Linked DNA regions of Macaca mulatta: region 1 is linked to region 2. The links are chromatin contacts, called in public Hi-C maps. All regions are on one chromosome and are shown on one strand. Each heading gives the region's core, a stretch centred on a gene start, on an enhancer-like site or on the middle of the called end of the contact. The rest is flanking DNA. Distances are from core to core; before and after follow the strand shown. Region 1 overlaps SLC30A7 (solute carrier family 30 member 7). Region 2 overlaps LOC144332644 (a long non-coding RNA gene).

The links. Hi-C and Micro-C count contacts between places; a contact is called where the count stands out from the background.
Region 1: a Hi-C map of CD4 T cells shows a contact between it and region 2, with 4 times the contacts expected there. The contact joins two enhancer-like sites. A contact is called at or near these places in 2 of 14 Hi-C or Micro-C datasets (CD4 T cells and blood).

Annotation. Positions count from the first base shown.
Region 1 is chr1:139,340,851-139,346,533 of T2T-MMU8v2.0, forward strand. The region is part of intron 8 of SLC30A7 (solute carrier family 30 member 7); the gene reads right to left. Among named protein-coding and RNA genes, the nearest start is that of SLC30A7, 30 kb to the right of the region's middle. Within about 2 kb of position 1,666, at least 5 of the 40 cell types and tissues checked have an H3K27ac peak or open chromatin away from gene starts, as enhancers often do. A contact at or near this core is called in CD4 T cells, where this site is marked.
Region 2 is chr1:139,164,604-139,170,273 of T2T-MMU8v2.0, forward strand. LOC144332644 (a long non-coding RNA gene) reads left to right here. Exons shown (of 3, transcript XR_013400556.1): 3 at 5,412-5,530. Among named protein-coding and RNA genes, the nearest start is that of DPH5, 78 kb to the right of the region's middle. Within about 2 kb of position 4,023, at least 6 of the 40 cell types and tissues checked have an H3K27ac peak or open chromatin away from gene starts, as enhancers often do. A contact at or near this core is called in CD4 T cells, where this site is marked.

The DNA of each region.
Region 1 (5,683 bases), core at 416-2,915, 170 kb after region 2:
TTGGGATCTGGTGTGTACATGCGTGTGCGCGCACGCGCACACACACACACACATACTCCCTCTCTATATATAGTCTCTCCCTCATACATATAAAGATAAATGCATAGTTTAGACACAGACTTTTTAAAAGAATTTTTCTTATGTGTTTCTCTGTACCTTGTTGTCATTTATTACCATTGAATTTAAGCCTTTGCTGACAACTTAGTTATCCAAAACTTAATATTGACTTAAAATGATGACTATACTATTATCTTTCATCTGAAACCTGTGAAATCTCTGATGCTGACCAAGCTTAACAATCTACATATAGTAGAAGTTCAGTAATTTTTTTAAATATGCCTAAAAATGATTGTAAAGAAATACTGCTAATAGTGGTTATGCGACCTCTGCGTGTTGTGATCCTAGTTTTTCTTTACTTCTTATGCTTTCCAGTATTTTCAAAATTTCTACCATGATCACATTTTATAATCAGAAAACTATTAAAAATTTTCTTACAAAGAATATGTCATATGCATAATACAAACAAAAATCTTATGAAAAACAAAATAAAACAAAACAAAAGAATCTCAGAATAAAAGAAAAAATCCAAAAGAAAACCCACAAAAATACTAACATGGGTCTCTTAAGGTAATTTTTTCCTTATGTTTTTCTATATTTTACCAAGTTTGTCAACATAATTATTACCATAATTTTAAAAAACTACTTTTAAATATGCAATTTCATTAAATCCTCAGCCTCTTTTCTAAATAGCCATATAGCATGTTCATGCTCTACCTGAAAACTGACCACCAACGGAAGGTACTGTCTTCCCTAGAGCACGATTAAGACGTGCTGACTCTCCTACACTCCAGTACTATTGGGGCTTGTGGTAAGGCAGATGTCCTTCTTGCTTGTCACTACCCCTATGTATCACAGTTCCTGCTACTTCTTCCCTACGGCACAGTTTCCTTAAGGCCCATGCCATTAGATCATTCCACCCTCTACCCATCTTGATTATCAGGGTTACAATTCTTGATTGTCCCCCTTCAGTCACTGAAAAATTTGGTAATGGGCTTATTATCTTTCCACCTCTACTCTTTCCATTACTCTTGATTTAAATTATCCATGTGGGCAATCCACCCAACACCAGGTCTCTATACGCTAAGCTATCTTCTGCCCCTATAATCACACCTTAGGCCTTAAGATCTCAATTCCAAGCATCTCATAATCTGAACAACCCTTCTTATTTCTGGATCACTTCCCCTAATACCTCTACTCTTAAAACTTCTTCCCAAACAGCGAAGATAGGGTCAGTGGATTAGACTGACCCTGTCTTAGGCCACTAAGTGGATTAGACCACTGAACCTAACACTTTTTTTTTAAGCATGTATCAATTACCTTTAAATCTTAATTTCTCACCACTCTAATCCCTGCCTTGCCCCTTTCTCACTGTTAGTACTCACCTGACAAAATCCCAAACCTGTTAAATCCAACTCTCTGTCTATTCCATACCTCTTACCAAGTAGCTGAACAAGACTGAAGAAAAACATACAACTATTCTGGTTGTGTTCACTTTAAATTCATGACCACAAACCTCAAATGGGCCCTCTGTGCTGCCAGGCAATCACACTGCTCCCCTTCACAGCAAAAGGTTTTGAAAAGGAGTTGACTTAGTTGCCATCTCCATTTCCTCCCCTCCCATTCTCTCTTGAAGCTACTCTGTCTGATCAGGCTTTCATTCTCATCGCTCTTCTTAGTCCCAGCAGCATTTAGCAGAGTTGATTAGTTCTTCCTGTTTAACAGGTTTCTTTACAAGCCTTCTGAAACAACAAATGGTTGTATCTTTCTTCCCACCTCGCTGGTCATTCCACTTTACTCTTCTTGGTTGCAACTGCCTCCTGACCACCCCCAGGGCTCAGTTCTCAGGCCTCCCCTCCTCTATCAATACTCGGTCTCAGGGCAAACTGTGTATTAAAGGCTTTAAATAACATATATAATCTGATGACACCCAAATTTCTATCTTCCACCCCAACCTGCTCCCTGAACTCCAGAGATGCAGATATATAAACATGTATCTACCACTCTCTGCCCTGCTCATTGCACTCCACTTACACTGCCCTTCTTGTCATCCTCATACCTGGCATGCTCCTGCCTGTGTGTTAATACTTGAAGTTCTCTCACCAGGGATATTCTTCCTCTGAGCAGTCCCATGTCCTTCTCCTCCACCATTTAGTCTCTGTTCCAATATTACCCTATGCAGAAGACTTTCCAAGCCCTTCTAAAATAGTATCTTCTTAGCCTACTCTATGGCATTTGTCACCAACTGACAGTCCATTATCTATTTGCATGTTCATTTGCTTTACTGACTGTCTCCATATCAAAATGTAATCTCCATGAAGGTAGGCCATTTGCCCATGTTGTTCACTGCCTGGCACAGAGTGGGTACTAAAACATTTGTTGAATTTTAAGATACATGAAACTTTTCTGTTATCTTCAAAGGGTGGGATTATGAGAACCTTTCAACAGGTAAGTTATACATTTCAGTGATGTTTGAAATTTTTACAGTAAAAATGTTGATATAGTTTAGATATGTGTGCCTGCCCAAATCTCATATTGAACTGTAATCCCCAATGCTGGAGGTGGGGCCTGGTGGGAGGTGTTTGGATCATGGGGATAGATCCCTCATGGCTTGGTGCTGTCTTCACAATAGTAAGTGAGTTCTTTCGAGATTTAGTCATTTAAAAATGTGTGGCATCTTCTCCCCATATCTGTTTCTCTTTCTCTCAAGATGCTACATGCCTGCTCTGCCTTCACCTTCCACCATGACTGTAAGCTTCCTGAGGCCTCCCCAGGAGCTAAGCAGACGCCAGCACTATGCTTTCTGTAACGCCTACAGAACTGTGAGCCAATACGACCTCTCTTCTTTATAGACTACCCAGTCTCAGGTGTATCTTTATAGCAATGCAAGAAATGACTAATACATATGTAATTGCGTATCAGAAAAACAAGAGCAAATAATAAAAATATTAAAGCTTAACAATAACAAAAAGGAATCCAATTATATGACCTGAAACTATGTATTCATGTAAGTTACAGAGAAGTTTATAAGTAGGTCAGTAGGACCTAGACAAGGATGACAAATAAGTTTTACCTTGGAAGCCAAGGTGGTTGCTTGAAGCACTATATTGAAAGGGCCCCTGACACTAAATCAGTTTTAGCAGGCAGGAGTACCATACTGAGGGATATTTTCCAGGAAAACAGAAGGGGTGGGAATAGTGGCATTCATGCTAGATGAATTCCGATGCCAGATGAATGCCACTCCATGACTTTAAATCCAGGTGTGGACTATTTTCAACCCTTTCTCTTCAGTTGGCTGCTTCCAAGAATGCCTATTTGTACACTCTTTGTCAATCTGAAATCTCCATATCAATGTCTGAGAGATCTCAAACTTACATCCAAAACAGAACTTTTGATCTACAGTCCCCTTTAAAAACAAAAACATTACCCCAGTCCCCTCTCTTTCAGTAATGACACCTCATTCACTCAGCTGCCCAGATAAAAACTCTAGAAACTATCCTTAATTCCCCTCTTTCACTCAGCCCTAACCCATACATTTATATTCTCAAGCAAATCTTGTTAGCTGTACCCCAAAGCATTTGCTAACTTTTCTGTGTCTCTCCATTTCTAAGGTTAGTACCTAAGACCAAGACACCATGGCCTCTCACCTGGTCCACTTTAATATAATAGCCTTCTAGCTGGTCTACCTGTTCTCACTTGTGCCCCCTTATAATCTATTATCCACACAGCAGCCAAAATCATTTTTTAAAATGAATACCCATATCGTGTCCCACTGCACTTGGAATAAAATCCAAACTCCTAACCCTAGGTAGTCTTCCCCAGTCTGTTTCTCCAACTTTATCTCAAACCACTCTCCTCTTACTGCCTAGGCTTCAGCCATGCTGGCCTCCTTTGAGTATCAAAACTGCTTTCACCACTAGGCTTTTCTACCAACTGATCCCTAGACTAGAATGTTCTTCCTCTGATAAGCTTTTCTTACGACAATAAGATCTCATGTTAAAGGCCCCTTCTTCAGAAGTCTTCCAGATCTACTCAATTTAAAGTGGCAACTCAGTCACTATCACATAATCCTATCTTAAATCTACACAATACAAGTAACTGTTTGGCATTTGAGCAATCTAATTTATCAATTTGTTTGTTGTCTCACTACCCTATTATAATATAGGATCAAGACAGTGAAGATCCTAAGAGTAAGTAGGCGAGAGGCCTACTTAATATTTAGTGAAGATGATTTGTGCAGTTTATAATGTGTGTCATATTCAGTAAAACAAGTTTACTTTGTGTGTCTGTGTGTGTTTATTTATTTATATTAGAGGAATAAATGAGTGAGAACAGAACTAAGTAAGAATTCCCAATTTGGAATTAAAGTAATTCTCTGAGGTTGAAAAAAACCCACAAATTTATTTTGATTCAAATTCAAAGGTACCTATATATATATTTTTTTTTTCACCAGGGAGAATTAGGTGCTGACTAAAACAATGAAAAAACAATTTGCCCTAATGGAGCTCGAGGGCAATAATAAACAGGCTATGGTAAGTAAATGCCATGAAAAGGGTACTACAGTATAAGGTGCTATACGTACACTTAACCAAACCTGGGAGGTAGAGAATCAGGAAATGCTTCCCAAAGAAATGCCATTTAAACTGAATCTGATCTAAAGGATGAGTAACTGTGGGAAGGGGTGGGGGTGTGGCAAGGAAGACATGAAGTATAAGAGTATTTTGAATAGAGGAAAGATGAGCAAAGCCCAGAATCCAGAGAGCTGACAACATACTCAGGGAACTAAAACTAATTTACTGTGGCTGAAGAGCAAAGTATGAATTGAGAAGTACTGAGAGAGACCAAAGAGGTCAACAAGGGTTATAGATCATGAAGCCTGTTAAGGAGTTCGGACTCTATCCTAAGGGTAAGAGTCATTAAAGGATTTAAATAATTTTTATATGTAATATAACCCTTATTAACAAAAGATAATTTTAGCCAATGTGAAGTGTTTAGAGGGAGACAGAAAGGTCAACCTTGAGATTGTTACAGTTTTCCAGGCAAGACATAATTGTAGCCAGAATTAGAATAGTAAGAGTGGAGACAATCAAAAGTGAATATTAAGATTCTACTCTAAGAAGTATTAGAAGCAGTTAAGTGAACACTAAAAGCACAAATACAGAGGTAGAGTTGTAACAGTGAATAAATTACCAGATTTCACAGAACATGGGACATCTAAGTTGAAATTTCAAGAAGGTACAGCAAGATTTCCAAAGAAGAAGAAAAGGCATTTTAAACTTTATGAAATCCTTTTATTTTCCTTTTTATATAGAGACAGGATCTTACTCTGTCACCCAGGCTGGAATGCAGGAGCACCATCATAGCTATCTGCAGCCTCAAACTCCTGGGCTCAAGAGATCCTCCTGCCTCAGCATCCCAAGTAGCCAAAGTGCTGGAATTATAGTTGTAAGCTACTGTGCTGAGCCTATAACAGACTTTTACGTAGCAGAGTTATTTCCCTGTTCAAATAATTAGAAAAAATTTAAAAATCATCTGTATGTTTAAAATGTATATCCTATTTTTTTAGGCAGAAGCTTTAAAAAAATCTCCATTTCTGACTCATCTTACATTATGATTTCATCATATT
Region 2 (5,670 bases), core at 2,773-5,272:
TCACACCTGTAACCCCAGCACTTTGGGAGGCCAAGGAAGGCAGGTCACCTGAGGTTGGAAGTTAAGACCAGCCTGACCAACATGGCGAAACCCCATCTCTAGTAAAAAAAAAAAAAAAAAAAAAAAAAAAAAAAAAAAAAAAAAAATTAGCCGGGTGTGGTAGCACTCTCCTGTAATCCTACCTACTCAGGAGGCTGAGGCACAAGAATCGCTTGAAACCAGGAGGCGGAGGTTGCAGTGAACCGAGATCACGCCACTGCACTCCAGCCTGGGCGACAGAGTGAGACTGTCTCAAAAACAAACAAATGGGAAAAAAAAAACAAAAGTTTGTTAAGAAAAGTGATTTGAAGTATTGAGAACTAATTTAATTCTAAACTAGTATAATTATACTTTTACTGAAGAATAGATAGCTTTTATATAATGATTCGTTTGATACAGAAATAAATCACCTCTTTGGAAAACTAGATACACACCTCTAAAATGGTCCACTAACACTACAGGGTTCTTAGCAATTTAACATTCTCTGTCCATGAGAATGAAAAAAATTAAGCACAAATTACTTGATGTGTAGGTGCATATCCACAAATGGAAACCAAAATGGCAAATGCAATTTTAGATTCAGTAATCCAACTGCTTTAAATAACCTTTCTGTAAGAGGTTAAAATACTGTGAGGAAATATGTGTGAAAAAAATAGCTTATTAAATATTAATTATTGAGCCTTACAGTATCTGTATATTCATGCATTCAATGATACATTAAAAACTTTAAAATAGAACCCAGAAGAAAATCCATGTGACATATAAAAGACAAATGACTTATATGTCTGTTTTATAAAGAATTACTACAAATTAGTAAGGAAGCATAAACAAATCCAATAGTATCAATGGGTTTTGTACATGAATGGGCAATTCACCAAAGAAATACAAGTACCTAATAAATATATGAAATTGTGCTAAACTTCACCAGTTAAGAAATAGAAATTAAAATAAATAAAACTTTTTTCTAATCAGATTAGAAAAATTAAAAATATTGAACACAACAACTGTTGGATATGTGCTGGGTCTGGGGGAATAAACTCTATTATACGGCTCATAGAAGTATAAATTTACCCAAACTTTTGGAGGATAATTTAGTTTTTGCTGTTCAAATCTGAAAAGTGTACATCATATGACCTACAAATCTCACATCTAAGAATCTGTCATGTAGGCACAGTTACATGAGAATGTAAAAGTAAAACAGAGGATGTTCATTACAGCATTATTAGTAACTGCAAAATATTAGGAGTAACTTAAATATCTATTGATAAGTGAATGTGAAATGAATTAAGATACAGACATAAACTGGAACACTATTGTAGCTATTAGATAGGGTTTCTGATATACTGGCAATGTTCTTCTTAACCTGAGTAATGGATGTATGGATGTTCACTATATAGCTACATATATCATTGTACATGTGTTTTTACATGCTTCTGAATTTTCAAAAAAATTAGAAAAGAATAAAGTGAAGTCTACATGTATTAATCAAGTTAGAAGTATGTGATATGAAAAAACACAATAGAAGATTATTATGTGTAGTAAATACCAATTTTATGAGAAAAAACATCCTGTGTATGCATATATATATACACATAGCTATGCTTACATGGCATATCAAAACCTAGGGGGAATAGGAAGCAAACCTCTGGAAAATGGGAGTATAAGGATGCTTATAAGAGGAATAGAGTGGCATTGGAGAGATTAACACTTTTTATAACATATATTTTTAGTCATATATAAGACTAAAGAAGATATATATATTTGTGTGTGTGTTTATATATATATAACTTCTGTGTGTACATTTCAATTGTCCAAAAAAGCCTGCCACTAAAGCAAGCAAAATAAATTTAAAGAGACTAAATTTTAACACTTACCCAGCAATAGGAAGTCAGCTACGCAGTTAATTGACAATAAGCAGGTATTTATTGAGCACATGATAATGAATTGTCTGATGTACTTGGTGAAGCATAGCTTATAGGAAAGTTTAAGACACTGTGGTTATACCTATGTTTCTTGCATCACAGTTAGAGGAATAAAACTATTTTATCAACTCCAGTAGATCCATTTTTATATTATAATTTAGATAATAAATCTGAATACAACAAAAATCACGATACATTGAAAATTTTCCCCAAATAATAGTATAAGCAGAAATTTACCCAGGGCTAATTAAGTTCCAGGCCTGACTTTAAATGCATGATATACATTAATATATTACAACCAATTATTGTAATCATTCCTGTTTTACAGATGAAGAAAATGAGACACAGAGAGGTTAAGTAACTTAACAAAGGTCACACAGCTTGCAAGTGGTGGGGTCAAGATTCAGACTTAGGCACTCTGATTCTAATATTTCCGCCATGCCTTGTTGTTTCTCAAAGAACTCCAGGTAAAACCTAATATTCATTATTAAATGATGTTATAACATTAAAATGTGTTCGTTTTTACCTTCAAAAGGCACATAAAAACATTTTTGAAAAAATAGAACACCGTAAAATGTAAAATATGTTTATTGTAAAACTTTAGTTATTGCCTCCCTTTCCATAACACAAAGATTTTTATGTTTTGATCCTACAGTTGATTACACTGAATGTTACACATGTCAAAACAAAGTTCTTTTCTTGAAGGAAATAGTATATAAGTTTGAGAAACTGATCATAATTAACTGTTTCTTGTTTACTTAAGTAGACTAATATGAATTGAGCCTACAGTAATGTTTACACATTCCAATGCAAAAGAACTGCAGAGCAAGCTAAATCTCGAATAATTTGTTAAGACTTATTCTATATTAGTAGATAAAACTTTGAGAGTAAATGAGACTATGCGATTGTTTTTTTCCAGCAAATTAAAATTCAGTTTAGAAGATGGAGGACATTTTTCAAAATTCTAGATAATAACAATAATATTGTGTATAAGAAAGTATTAGAATAAATGTAATGTTATATGAAATATATAACGAACAGTTCAGAGGTAGAAACTGTTGGGATATGAAATAATTACAGGAATTTGTATGCCTAATATGGAACTGAACTTGGACCTGCAAGACAGGAAATGAACTGAGGAGTCATAAAAGAGAGTACTTTACTTTTTTAAAAAACAAAACATATAATATTATTTTACCTACCCTCTTAGGACTGCTGAAAAAATTGCTATTGTTATTGAGGTATATTTTGAAAAAATATCTTACACTATTCAGCAGGAAGGTCTTTTTAAGCTAATCATGTTATAATGTTTGAAAAAAAACCTGTTTTTTTCCTTTAATTCAAGCCAATTAAATAATAAGAATCTCTTTCTTTGCAATTCTTTTATGCACTATTTACCCAGCACTGTTTCTCTAACTTTAGTTATACTTATTTGTCAAAGCAAATGTATAGATCAATTGATTTCTAGTTATTATACATGTGTTTCACCAATAAGAAATAAAGAGGTTATTGACTAATCAAAGTCAATCCAGTAATATTCAGCACGTCTAACTTGCATTTCAAAGCTTCACCATACTCAGAATATTATGGCGTGAGAATATGAAAGTGCAAACTCTAAGAATTAGGATCCTTAAATGAATAGTGGGATGTACAAAAGAGAGAAGAGTCTACTGTGAGCTGCATCTTCCAATTCCTTCAAATACAAATGTTTATACCAGGAAAACTCATGTGAATAAAATGCTTCATGCTGTCAAAGGGAAAAAGGAAGTTGCATAAGAATTGACTATTAAGGAAAGTTTCAAGATAGAAGCAAATTTAATGATAGAATGGCTCAGAAGTGGTTTAAGAATGTTTTATTTTTTAAAAGTAAAGCAACTAATTTTATTATCCTTAACAAACTCCCTAGGCCTTATCTATGTCTACCCAGAAATTTGCTATAAATACTTCAGTTTATAGAGATTGTCAAAAGAACTCCCACTCTTCCCACTACATAAGGGAGAAAGGGTAGATGTATGTCGGTCATACTGTGGGGAGGAGAGGGCAGGACGGGGGTGGCAGGTAGGTATTTGTGCCAAGAGACTGAGAACTTGTCCCAAAATAAATGCCTGGAAAAGATCCAAACTTTCAGTCATCAACATTCAGTCCCTTTGCCACACGAGCAAAAAGGAATAAAATACACAACAAAAGCAGACAAATTAAAAAGAGAATCCATCAGAGACCCAACAGAAATGGTTTCTTTTTAAAGTTGATTGAAGAAAAGGTCAAGGTCAGCTCATTACATATACCGATTATCCTTTTGATGATCTCAGGCTACAGCAGAAGCAATATAGAGCAATTACCTTAAACACTCATATAGGAAGTGGAGGAAAATATTGTTTATTAAGGTTGTTCATATTTGGGCTCCTCAGGAAACTGAATAATACTGAAATTTGAGTGCACTGGGGCATGAAAGCAAATGCAAACCGCATACTAAAACTTTCAGCTTGAACTAACTAGAGCACGCAAAGCAGCCATTGGGATTTTTCTGCCTGTGGATTTTTCAATCAGGCTTTATTATTTCAGTCAATGAATAGACTGCTTGATTTTCTGCAGGATGGAAATGATATCTTATTTGTTATCTATGTCCAGTGTATCAGTAACAATTAGAAGGATTGTTTCCCTGAACTCAGAGAGTGTTTTAAGTCATATATACTCCTTGTCTACTCTTCCTTTCAAAATCTCCTCCTTCCCAGATGTGGAAGTAAACATTACCTTATTGAATAAACAATAACATCTTCTTGATTCTCATGCCCTTCTCTCAGTTTTATAGATTTAAGTGTGAAAAGGACAGCCTGTAGTCTACAATGGGGATGGAAAATATTATTGATCACACTTGGTGGATAAAATGTTAAATAATATACTTTATGACAGATGAGGCTTTAAAAGATTGGTGAAGAATATGACACAAATCATAAAAGCTGGAAACCAGGAAGCTAGTGCACTGTCCAATTGTGTTACCTTGTACAGATGACACTTTCTGGGCCTCAGTTTTGTCATTTAAGAACCTGCTTTAAGGGTGGCTGTGAGTAACTACATGAGATTAATATCTTGAAACAAATACAGAACTGTATACAAAAGGCTGACATTGACTCTGTATTCTAATTTATTACTCATTAGTTAGCATGCAAAACAGTTTCTTACGAAGAGCATTAGATTCAGAATCTGAATGGAAACTTCTCTGGTCCTTATTTTATTTATCTATAAATAAGGGATAATGCCACATATGGTTTTTTTAGTAGAATGCTACTGGTAGAGGCCAGTTATTTGTGGCAAGCAACAGGTTTACAGGGATTCTCCTGGGAATTTCAGATTCAATGTCTGTGTTAGTTAAGATCAGGTTTTGCAGCAAATAACAGAAAACCCTCCAAAATGACAAATTAAAGAACATGGAAGTTTATTTTTGTCTCACAGGGATGTCTCAGAAGTGGTTCATGGCTGGCATGATGCTCCATGTTGTCAGGAACTCAGACTCCATTCATCTTGATGTTCTTTCCTGAAGGCTTCAACCTCACGGTCTCAACATGGCAACATCACATTCCAGAGGAGCAGAACAGGGAAAGGGTCAGAAGACAAGAGAGGAAAGGAACACACCTTGTTCTCTCCTGCTACTGGCTGTGCCTGGCTGCAGGCTAGAAATGCTGTGTCCATTGCAAATGGCCACACATCTGAG